Regions from separate parts of the Mus musculus genome. Here region 2 is linked to region 1. Evidence: chromatin contacts called from public Hi-C data. All regions are on one chromosome and are shown on one strand. The core of a region is the stretch at or near the end of the contact, and the rest is flanking DNA. Distances in the headings are between cores, read along the strand shown. Region 1 overlaps Prkg1 (protein kinase, cGMP-dependent, type I). Region 2 overlaps Prkg1 (protein kinase, cGMP-dependent, type I).

Region 1 (6,281 bases), core at 302-2,801:
GTGGTCCAGTGTTTGAGAGATCTTGGGGGTCCATGTTAACTGAGATTCTTGGTCCTCCTTCAGGGTCCCCCACCTCCCCAGCTTCTTCCCCAGGGAGTTTAGAGGTCTGGTGGGTGGGTGGTGGGGACATCCTTGTGGAGACAGGGGTTGGGGTGAGGAGGAGATATGGGATGTGCAACAGTTGAAGGGTGGGCCAGTAGGGGAGTAAAATCTGGATTGTAAATAAATAAATAAAATATTAAAATAATGGAAAAATGTAAAAAAAATTCCTTGGTTTGTAAATGATGCGTATTAATTTTCAACTCACCCTGAGCTTTTCTGTTAGACAAGTATTTCTAAATGGCACACTGCCCTGTGTGGGATGGGGGTGTTTCTCCAGTTCCTTAAGGCTTGCTGCACTTAATACCATGGCTACTTGGAAAGCCTGAAAACCAAGTTCTTTTCATATAAATGCTCTTGGTGAGTTTGGTATCGATATACTTCATGAAAGTAACTGTAAATATGAAATCATTCATTAGTTGAAAGCTATTGGACAGTGATGGAATATATAACTAATGGGTAAGATTTGGGCGAAAATCAAAAGGTATGGTATAATTTTAGCAATATTTGTGTCTGGAACTTTAAAAAAACATTTTGCCCAAGAGTTTGTAGGAAGATTTCATTGTTTTTGGTTTATTTTGTCAAGAGTACTAAAATGAAGCTGAAAAATTCAGGTATTTCATCACAACTGCTTTGTTCCACATTTTTGCTATTAGGCAGAAAAATCTCTCTAAGAAAGTGTCCTGGAGAGTCAGTGGGATCTATTCTGATGCATGTGTCTCCAGAGGGAGCTTTCTCCCCTGAGCCATAGAAATAGCTTTGCCTCCAAGGCATCCTTCCACAGTGAACTAGCAGCTTCCCTGATGGTGTCTTAAAGTCTCTTTACCTTCTTCTCTCCCTTTAGGGGTAAAAGAAGGGATGTATTTGGAATCTTTTCAGCTTTTTGAGTTCTTGGAATGCACAGGGTATAATTAGGTAATTTCTAGATTACTAATAGCCTGCTGTAGCATGAACCGACTTATCAGGAGAAACATATGAGAAGGAACGTTCTTATAACCATTGACCTAAGGAAGGCTTCCTTCCCTTTTTATTTTTTTCTCTTTGTTTTTTTTTTTTTCAATAGATGCCTGAGTAGGTATTTCAGGGTTGTAATCATGCTTGAAATAAAGATGAAATACACATGGTTGATTTATTAAGCACATCACTTCTCCAGTCCATTTCTGCACTCAACGTTCTGCTGTGTATTTTCGCTTTTACATATAAAGTGATGGGATTCAGTCCAATTAAATACATCTACTCACTCCCCTCATGCCCACCCCTATTGTGTTTGGCAGAAACATTTAATTCAGTGCTCTGTGTGGGGAATGATTCCCGTGTCTGTACTTAAAATAAGAAAGAGACAGAAATGGCAATGGCATGGTCAGCAGAAAATTGTGACTCACTGACTGTACTTCAGAACAGGCTGTGTTTCTGAAAAATCACTCATCTTTGGAGACGTGTATGGAACTGGCAAACAATGTACTAATAGCCAGGCAGACAGCTGTGCTGCGCAGGGGTGTGGTTTTGATTGGGATGTCTATGCTTCTTGGAAGTCATGGCTGTTCAGCAAAACATAAAACCATAAAGGGAAGGGTTGCTGCCTTCCTGCAGCAGGTGCTACCCTGCCTTCCAATGGGGGTCCTGGGGTCAACGTCAGGAATATGTGTCTGTGGCTTCTACTGACCTGGTCCCATGAAGCCACCCTGGAAAAACGTAGGGAATGGCTCCATTTGACTGTCCCTATTAACCAATAGAAATGTCTTCCTGTTTTTTTTTGTTTTTTGTTTTTTGTTTTTCTCAGAAGCAATTCAGTCTAGTGTATAGTTGAGAGATGCCACACACAGGTTTGTTTTGTAATCCCTGGGAGTGTCGCTTCAACGGGCAGAGTTCAGTGAGTGCCATCTCTGGGTTATTCCCAGGCATTTCAGATCCAGTTTTAATTTAGATCAGTAGATCAGGAACAAATAATTTGCCAAATGCAGGTGGCAGACCATCCCTCTTCTCCCTAACGTCCATCTGTGGAGTACTCTGAGACTTTGCTAAAATGATAAATTGATGTGTCTGCTTCGAGGCAGCTTGTTACCAAGAACAGTGGTCTACACAAATGGGAAGTGGCACTCTGCAGCAGGGACCGCAGGTGGGAGCCGATAATAAGGCATCTGTGGATCTTAAGGGGCTCGGAAGCTGCTTGATTTTGTTTTCTGTTGTTTTGTTTTCATATGACCAAGAGATTTCTTGTTAAACTAATGTCCCATTTCCTAAAAGGCATATTGCATCATTATACTTCAAATATGACTGAGAATTCTTTTGATTCTAACACACCTTATAATCATGAATCAGCTAATAACTAACTTTATGAATCCTGCAGTTCCTCTCGAGGTTCGGAGCATAGGTTTGGTTTTTTTGTTTGTTTTTTTTTTGTTTTTTGTTTTTCAGTGGTTTTCTGTGTTCACTGAAGCTGGTATTTAATTTAATTTTTAAAAAAGATTTATTTATTTTATGTCTGAGTACACTGTAGCTGTCTTCAGACACACCATAAGAGGGCTCCAGATCCCATTACAGATGGTTGTGAGCCACCACGTGGTTGCTGGGAATTGAACTTAGGACCTCTGGAAAAGCAGTCAGTTTCCTTAACCACTCTCTTAGTCATCTCTCCAGTCGAAGCTGCTATTCTAAACAGAAGCAAGTGTAATTAACAGCCTGTAACACTCTAGTCAATAAACAGTGTAGTTAAAATACAAACTTTTTGTGGGTAGGAAATAACAGCCTGAATTCTCACATTTCAGAGCAGCAGAGATCTGAGTTCATCTCATCATCTCCTGATCCCCACTGATGAATGGCTTTAGTCAAACTGTCATGTCAAATGTAGGCAAATCCTTCCAGTGGTAAAGAGCTTATCTCCTCTCAAAGAACACTGCAGCAATTTGAGAATGTCTTCTGGTCCTCTTGCAGCCTAATTCCAGGGGGCAAGTCTCTCTGTACCACTTAAAAGTGACTATGGTGTAATTCACGTTACATGTAACAAACATTCATTAAGTATGAACTCTGCTGGAGACCAGGCTCCAGGGATGTGTGCGGAAAGTAGAAGCAAGTACCCTAATTGCTGAGCCAGCCATCTCTCAGCCCCTGATCCCCTGATATAAGATATTTGAAGCGAGATAATTTTCCATTATGATTGATTTTATTCAAACAATAATAAAATAAAATATATAGTTTTCACATTTTGAAACCATATGTGGACTCTTTATAACGATAACAAGCACTTCAAGAGACCTTGTTCAGAGTGGAACACAGATTGGACATGGGTCAGCTGGACTCTTTCATTGTGTAAGTAGTTCCCAAGTCATAATTTGATTCACATGTTCCTGGACTTGCATCCCGTATTTGACGTAATAGTCACAACAGTGTCTGGCTTAGATCCTACAGTTAGCATTCCTGGCAATGGTTTTTCAGTCTACCAGCTACACATGAATGAAGAGGTTAATCTAAGATTGCTAAGGTAGAATTGCATGACTTGTGTTCTCTGAAGGTCAAGCTCCGAGCCAATGGCCTCTCCATCTGACTTATACAAACTTAGCTTAGTGAAGGTAGTCTATTTGCTGCACTAGAAGGTAGCTGGGGCAGAGCGCTCCCTCTTATCCATGTTTCTAGTTACTTCCTTCTAGCTTTTGTGGACGATGCTTATGGCCTTGGTCAGTACTAGCAAGCACACTTCTTGGCACTGGGGTTTTTGATTCGTTACTCATGAGAAACAATGGTTTGTTCTATGTATTTGCGTGGCTTTTGTGCTGATTAGGGATGACTGCAAGAATTTTATGTTAGATTATGAGTTTATGCACACGTATGTGTGTACATGTGCATGCATTTGTGTATAGGTGCATATTGAGTATATATTTGTGTACAGGAAGCTCTTCAAAGGATGACTTCTATAGTGTGTCCTTGTATGTCATATATTTTAAAAATTTTAAATTGTTAAAAGAGCATCATCACATAAAAATTATATGATGGCCTTAAGGAAATATTGCTGCCACATAACATTTTCTCACTTAGTGCTATGTCCAGTTTTTACTCTATACAACATGGGATAATTTTATGCTTTCAATTAAAGATTATAATGTTTATAGAATTTACTTAAAGCTTTGGTGGATATTGAGATCAAATGATCACCATGAATAACACTGTAGTTCAAATCCTCAATAAGTTTTATAGTTGTAAATATTTCAATGTATTTATTTTTATCTGAACTTTAGGGAAACTATTGACTTTCAAAGAATTATTACTTCTTTTAAGAGTTTCATACAACATGCTTTGATCATATCCACTGCCCTCTCCATCAATCTTCTCAGACATACTCCCTCTTTCCATCCAAGTTATTTTTAATCCTTCAAGATCAGTTTGTACTGCCCAAGTATCCTTGGAGATGTGCTTTTCCACTAGAGTACAGTTGACTTGCCAGGGGCTGCACTTAGAAAAAGCTATTTCCCTTTCTCCCAGAAGCTAACAATTGCCAATAGTTCTATGGCTTCAGGTGTGAACCTATCTCCCATCTTCATGTTGAGATGTGGTCTGCTGTGTGTGTACACAGGTGTTTTACATACTGTGTGGCCATGGAGTTTTATATGTGCAGCTGACTTGCTATGTCCAGAAGACAACAGTGCCTTGACATGCGCTCACTGATCAGAAAGTGCTTGATTCCTAATTTAGCTTAAATATTGATTTTCTAATAATTCTAAGTTTTTGAATGGGACAATTTCTCATTACATAGCTTATGTTGGGTGAAAAGTTGAGTATATAGTTCACAGTGGCCTTGAACTCACAGTATGTTCTCTTGCACTCAGCTTCACAAGTGCTGAAGGTACATGCCTGGTACCACCACACCCAGCAGAATTCTTTCTCTATGCATTAAAAAGTTTCACTTCTTTTGTTTCTCAGAGAAAACAAATGACTTCCTTTTTTTTAAATAAAAGAATTATTTATTTTATGTATATGTATACACTGTAGCTGTCTTCATACACACACACCAGAAGATTGCATTGGATCCTATTACAGATGGTTGTGGGCCACCATGCGGTTGCTGGGAATTGAACTCAGGACCTCTGGAAGAGCAGTCAGTGTGCTCTTAACCGCTGAGCCATCTCTCCAGTCCTATTTCCTTTTTTAAGTGCATGATATGAACAGATTGAGTGTCAGGATGGCCAGTCCATTTGTGTCAGCATGTACCAAGTTAAATTGTAGCAATTTTGTTTCCATAGTGACCATTTAGAATCTACTTTAATAAGGATGGGTAGGATGTTTAATGTCAAAGGAGGACTTGCTTCCATTATCATTTCTTCAGTCTGATAAAGTGTTGTATTTAAATAAATTTGGAATAAAAAGAATGGGTCAAATATTAAGTAACAGCAGTCATATCCCTAATTCCTTGTTTGCCTTGAGTACCTCCACCATTCTCTGTCACACTGATGTAAGGAGCTACCCCATCCGTTGAAGAGAAATAATGCACAGTGCCACTTGGCTTGGAGGAGGGGGTGCCAACCCAAATTTTTCATGCCATGACCCACTTTTTATTTTTGACCCAACTTGCATTTTGAATGTACAAGTAATTTATTTTTTTACAGATTTTATAAAAGATTATTGAATAGACAACAAAATTATAGATTGATTGTCCAAATGTGTCCAGGATCACCAAATTTACGTTTTGTGTCATTTTGCTTAAGTTTACTGCTCTACTCTACAGGAATGAGTGAGAAAAGATTAAAAGAGGACTAGAGAACAATTTGTAGAAGGAAATGATGTTATTCATCCTAAGGGTTTGCTGTTTATATTGCTGTGTTCACGAAGTTTCCTTTGCTTCGTGAACGAGTCAGTTTAAGTGGTTTTTAAATGGTATCATTTCAGAAATAGTTCTTGTTTTGTTATTGTTCACTATTTTTTTCCCAATTGACCATTTGCTGGAAATAAAGACCAATTAGGAGTGGTTCATTTCCAACTTTGTGCAATAGTGTCAAGGGTGATGAGCTGTCACCGAGTGACTGAGTTGAGGACATGAAGAAGGAATCGAGACTCACTCAGTGACTGTAAGTCAGTGTCTAATTACAGAGATGTCACAGTATGAGTGAGGGATTCATCTGAGAGGTACAATGTGTGGAACCAGAGAACCAAGATGGCAGCAGTGAGTGAGAGATCTAAGCAAGGGAGTAGAGTAT
Region 2 (5,681 bases), core at 2,655-5,154, 220 kb before region 1:
TTGAATGGGTGATTAGGAAGCATCTTCGAAAAATATGGCTCAGTGTGGTAAAAGCACTGGATCCTATTAATGTATTTAGACTTGAGTTAGACAATGCAAGTCTGAGCAACATGGCATACTTCCCAGAAAGTACAACACCAACAAGGTACAAAGTAGTTTCATCACTAAGTAGCTATTGAGCCTAAGCTATTGAGACATTTTCTTCAGGAAGCTATAAACTATAAACAGTTTTGAAGGTATGTAACAAATAGTTTATTAGTCTTATACCACAGAGCATGTTATATTCATTACAATAACCATATCATCAATGCCTAGTTTATTATAATGTGTAAAATTACAATGGACTTGACACATTAGAACCATATTCCCAAAATCAAGCCATGCCTGGCAAGTTCTCATTTACTCATTCCTAGACTACCATGGCCTAGCAGGAGTGCAGTGCCAATCTACTTTAAAACATACAATGGGCATTATTTTAGCATGCAAATGACCAATTGTGACATGTGTTAGACTCCAGTGGCTTGGGACTATCTTCTCCCTTATTATACTCAATTCAAAGAAGATGGCTTTGGTATTATGAAACCTACTGCTGTTATAAGGATATATGTTCCTACTGCCCACTTCTGACATTATTCTTTATCTGTGTGATTGACTAATTTCCGGCGCTTTGCAAACTATAAGAGCAGGAATCATGTACCTTTTGTTGTGTATTTGACTCCCAAGATAATATCTGAGGTGATGATTTTACTCAGAAAATAGCTCACAAGTGAATGGATGCAAACATTCATGAGCACAGAGTTTGGTGACTCAGAAACCTTTCCCAATGGTGTTTCTTCTCAACTCTCTTTATCCTCTAATGAAGCCAGGTTGCAGTTATTAAAGGTTCTACGAAACCATTTTCCCAAGAAAGTCTTCTAACCTGGAAGAGAAACCAGAGGTATAGTTTAAAATTCTGCTAGTGCCATCATCCTCTAATTGAGAGTGGAGGAAGAAGAACCCAACTACTGCCTCGGTGCCCCTCTCCTTCCCAAGCAGTTACATGCTGCCTGCATCCAAAATTATTCTAGTGCAGTATATTTTTGTGTGGTGGTCATAAGCAGGTATTTTTCATTGTAGCCTCTCTCTCTCTCTCTCTCTCTCTCTCTCTCTCTCTCTCTCTCTCTCTCTCTCTCTCTCTTTCTCTCTCTCTCTCCCACCCCACCCCCAACTTGGCTGATCTCAACAACTCCATCTCTCCATTTTCTAAGCTGGAGAAAATACCATGTAAGTGAGAATCAGTGTGGTGATTTGAAAGCTATGGAAATGATAAAAGTGAAAAACCAGCAGCTAGTTTTTAAAATTGCTTCCAAAATGCCCTTTCCAGGGAAACAGCAAAGTCCTATTCAAGCTGGAATAATGAATAGCAATAGGCGGTGCTGTTCAAACCACCTCTCCGGGCTCCAGCAAGTTATCTCTCTATTTGATGTGTGTAATGTAGAAGAAAGAAAGGTTGCTGGTATAGCTGGACCTATGTTTTTGTCTTGTGGCAGAAGGCATATTTGTTGTCCCTGCACAAAACTTTGGGGGAAACAGCCTTCTTTAATGAGACTCGTCTTGGCTTAGGAAAAAAAAAATCTGAGTTTTCAATTTTCTTTCATATTCACTTTTATCCTAGCAGGTTTGATTTGTTCTTGGCAAGAAAACCAAGCTGACCTTCTAAAGTATATATATATATATATATTATTTGTAAGGACAAAATCTAAATTGTTTAAACTTTCTACTGTCCTTTTAAATTGCCCTTTAATTCGATATTAGTAGCACACTGACCCTGTCTGAAAGTTAGAGGGTATCAATAGAGCCTCTTTCCAGTCCTGATCACTTGCCAATCACATGAAGTTGTAAAATGACCCTTGCCAACTCTGTGTGGATACTCTTGCTCTTGAGGGCCCTTTATTTGAGTGCCATTGAGCACTTGCACTGTGAGGAAGCCATCTGTTTTGAATAACAAATGGGATATTTAAGAGTAATGTATTCTGTCCAACCCTTTGGCATATCTTATCTTTCTTTATAACTCAATTGTAAAATCCCATTGAATAAAACTTATGGTTGTTAGGTCTTTCATGTGTCATTATTGGTTTTGTTTTGTTTTTTTTTTTCTGATGAGAAAAACAAAAAAAAAATCACCTTTTTAAAACTTTTACATTTTCTTAAGTTTTTTATTCTGATTCTGTTAAATTTTGTCAGAGTCCTGCTTATAGCAGTGTGTGTGATCTTCTGGAAAGTATTAGAGTTGTGACAACTATATTAGAAGTCACAGAGGGGAAAGAATGTGTGTCATACATAAAAACCAAAAAATACTCTGATATCCCTCAAAAGAATAACTGTTACAGAAAATCAGTAAGAAGCATAATAGAAATGGAAATGCTCAAAATTGCTTTCTTAAATTATTTAGATATATGAGGGAAAATGGTAAGATAAATTTGATAAAAAAAAAAACTAGAAGAAACCACATCCATAAAGTATTAATAACCATATATCAGTTAAAGGCAACATGACATCACTGTGAGAAAACACACTACATTGGCCTTAAATAAGAGGGTCTCTCATTGTTTATTTTTTTTTCTGCTTTGGATAAGGTGCGGTGCTAACCACAAAAGATAAACAGTTCTTTGCTCATAAAGAACTTACCATCTGGAGTTCTAACTTATCAGCATTTGAAACTAGGCTGCAGTAAGTCATTCAGGCTCAGCCAACAGCACCTCCGTCTTTCTAGCCTTCTTATCTATCACCTGTCCTGCATTCACTCAATAGAAGCTGACCAATTGAGTTTTCATTTTCTTTGAATGTGGATCCTCAATGAAAGAGTCCATGGCCACAAGCCACATGATGTTGAATATAAGTGGAGCATGGCATCTTCAATGCCTCTGAAGTGCTGAAATCGGTAAATAATAGTTGAAGATACTTTGGGTGGTTGACTAACAGACAGATGGTCACTTTATGTAGTATAATTGTTTCTTCCAAATGAAATCTTAGGTTGAAGTAGAAACAACTGTGAGACATACATAATAAGAATTTGAAGGGAAGGCTTAGGCCAGTTCCAGAGGATCTTTGAATTTGCCCTGGGATGAGAGGAAAAGATATTCTGAAGCAGAAAGAGCATCGTATGCCAGAGTTGAGAGCTGAGATAAACTGATAAATATGTTTGTTCTCAGGCAACAAGCTGGATGAAGTGGAGGAATAGAAGGAGGTTGGTAGGTCTGTCCTTGAAAAAAAAGATGGTTAACTCGCCAGCTTAATTTTTTGTGAGCTTTGTTGTAGCACTGATAAACTGTTTCTGTCTCGAAGGTTGCCATCACTGGATAGACAAGCTACCCTCTTCCCTGAGGAAGATTTGTCATTATGTGAGGGAGCAGGGCATGGTGACTTCTAGGACAGGAAGTTGGTGTTCGTAGTAGCTAAGGCTGCTGTTGAAATACACTACAAACATTCAAAATGTCAGCCCTGCCTCGTTTAAGAATCCACTTCACACACATTCTTTTAGGTCTTTCCAACCCCATCCCAACTACTTGTTACTATTTTTATTTGTTGTAGTTTTTTAACCATAGGGATCAAAATTTTGTTCTTATGAACTAATTTTGGTCTTTCTGGTTATTAGCAGATATCACAAAACCTGTCATTCCTTGTCACCATAGCAGCTGTATGTCATTAGGATCCCCTAGGGGAGAGGGTGAGGCAGGGGTGGGGTGGGGTTTGGGGATCTTGTTCTAATAAATCAGAGGATATGTCCTGATTAAAGCAAGAGAAATAAACCTTCCTCCCCCCCCCCAGACATATTTTTGTAATAGTCTTTTACCATCATAACCTTCAGGCTACTCTCATGCAAATCTGTTTCTGTAGAGCCATATTTTGGTTGCTATAACAACTTGATGTAGCTCTTGAGGAGCTCCTCTTGCTTAAGGTTGCTTTTTTTAAAAGTTGGGGTTGCCATGGCTACGAGATGCTGTTTTATTTTCAGCAAGCTTTTTTCCTCTTTGTAATTTTGCTTTTAAAATTTGTTATGTATACACACGTATCTGTGCGACTTGAGTTTGCATGCCTTGCAAAAGTACACAGTGCGTTTCAACCCAAGCTCTGAAACACACTCAGACAGGGAGGGCACTTGCTTGTTTGAGGTGCATACTATTATCCTTAAATTGATGTATATACCTTGGGAAGAATGCAGACTAGATGCAGTTTTACATCCTTCAGATTATAGAATTATTTGATGATAGGGTTTCTGCCTTTCTTTCAAAACTTGTTTATCATGGTTTTTTTTTATGGAAAGTTTTTTTTTATTACGTATTTTCCTCAATTACATTTCCAATGCTATCCCAAAAGTCTCCCACACCCCCCCCCCACTCCCCTACCCACCCATTCCCATTTTTTGGCCCTGGCGTTCCCCTGTACTGGGGCATATAAAGTTTGCCTGTCCAGTGGGCCTCTCTTTCCAATTGGACATAGTACTACCAGAGGATCCCACAATACCTCTCCTGGGCATATATCCAGAAGATGTCCCAACCGGTAAGAAGGACAGATGCTCCACTATGTTCATAGCAGCCTTATTTATAATAGCCAGAAGCTGGAAAGAACCCAGATGCCCCTCAACAGAGGAATGGATACAAAAAATGTGGTACATTTACACAATGGAGTACTGCTCAGCTATTAAAAAGAATGAATTTATGAAATTCCTAGGCAAATGGTTGGACCTGGAGGGCATCATCATGAGTGAGGTAACACCAATCACAAAAGAACTCAAATAATATGTACTCACTGATAAGTGGATATTAGCCCAGAAACTTAGTATAGTGAGATATAAGGTACAATTTGCAAAACACATGAAACTGAAGAAGAACGAAGACCAAAGTGTGGACACTTTGCCCCTTCTTAGAATTGGAAACAATCACCCATGGAAGGAGTTACAGAGACAAAGTTTGGAGCTGAGACAAAAGGATGGACCATCAAGAGACTGCCATATCCAGGGATCCATCCCATAATTAGCCTCCAAACGATGACACCATTGCATACACTAGCAAGCGTTTGTTTATCATGTTTTTATGTTATCACCTGTTCTTGTCTCTGCCCTTGGGACGGAGAGTGTGAGAGCCAGTGTGTCTTTGACATGTTCATGCTCATGTTCTACATTGGGCTGATCATATTCTACACATTGTTGATTAGGGCATTGTTATATGGTGGATAAGAAGAACATTATTGCTAAGGCCATCCAGAGGCTGTCCCACCTGGGTATCTATCCCATATACAGTTACCAAACCCAGACACTATTATAGATGCCAATAAGTGCTTACTGACAAGAGACAGATATGGCTGTCTCCTGAGAGGCTCTGTCAGTGCCTGACAAATACAGAAGTGGATGCTCATAGCCATCCATTAGACTGAGCACTGGGTCCCCAATGGAGGAACTAGAGAAAGGACCCAAGAAGCTGAAGGGGTTTGCAGTCCCATAGGAGGAAAAAAAATATGAACCAACCAGTACCCCCAGAGCTCCCAGAGACTAAACCACCAACCAAAGGGTACACATGGAGGGACCCATGTCTCCAGCTGCATATGTAGCAGAGGATGGCCTTGTGGGACATCAATGAGAGGAGATGCCCCAGTGTAGGGGAATGCCAGGACAGGGAAGCAGGAGTGAGTGGGTTGGTTAGCAG

The links. Hi-C and Micro-C count contacts between places; a contact is called where the count stands out from the background.
Region 2: a contact with region 1 is called in a Hi-C map of cortical neurons, with 2.0 times the contacts expected there. A contact is called at or near these places in 1 of 484 Hi-C or Micro-C datasets (cortical neurons) and 1 of 9 other capture datasets (embryonic stem cells).

Annotation. Positions count from the first base shown.
Region 1 is chr19:30,955,896-30,962,176 of GRCm38.p6, reverse strand. The region is part of intron 4 of Prkg1 (protein kinase, cGMP-dependent, type I); the gene reads left to right. Among named protein-coding and RNA genes, the nearest start is that of Cstf2t, 120 kb to the left of the region's middle.
Region 2 is chr19:31,179,209-31,184,889 of GRCm38.p6, reverse strand. The region is part of intron 3 of Prkg1 (protein kinase, cGMP-dependent, type I); the gene reads left to right. Among named protein-coding and RNA genes, the nearest start is that of 8430431K14Rik, 34 kb to the left of the region's middle.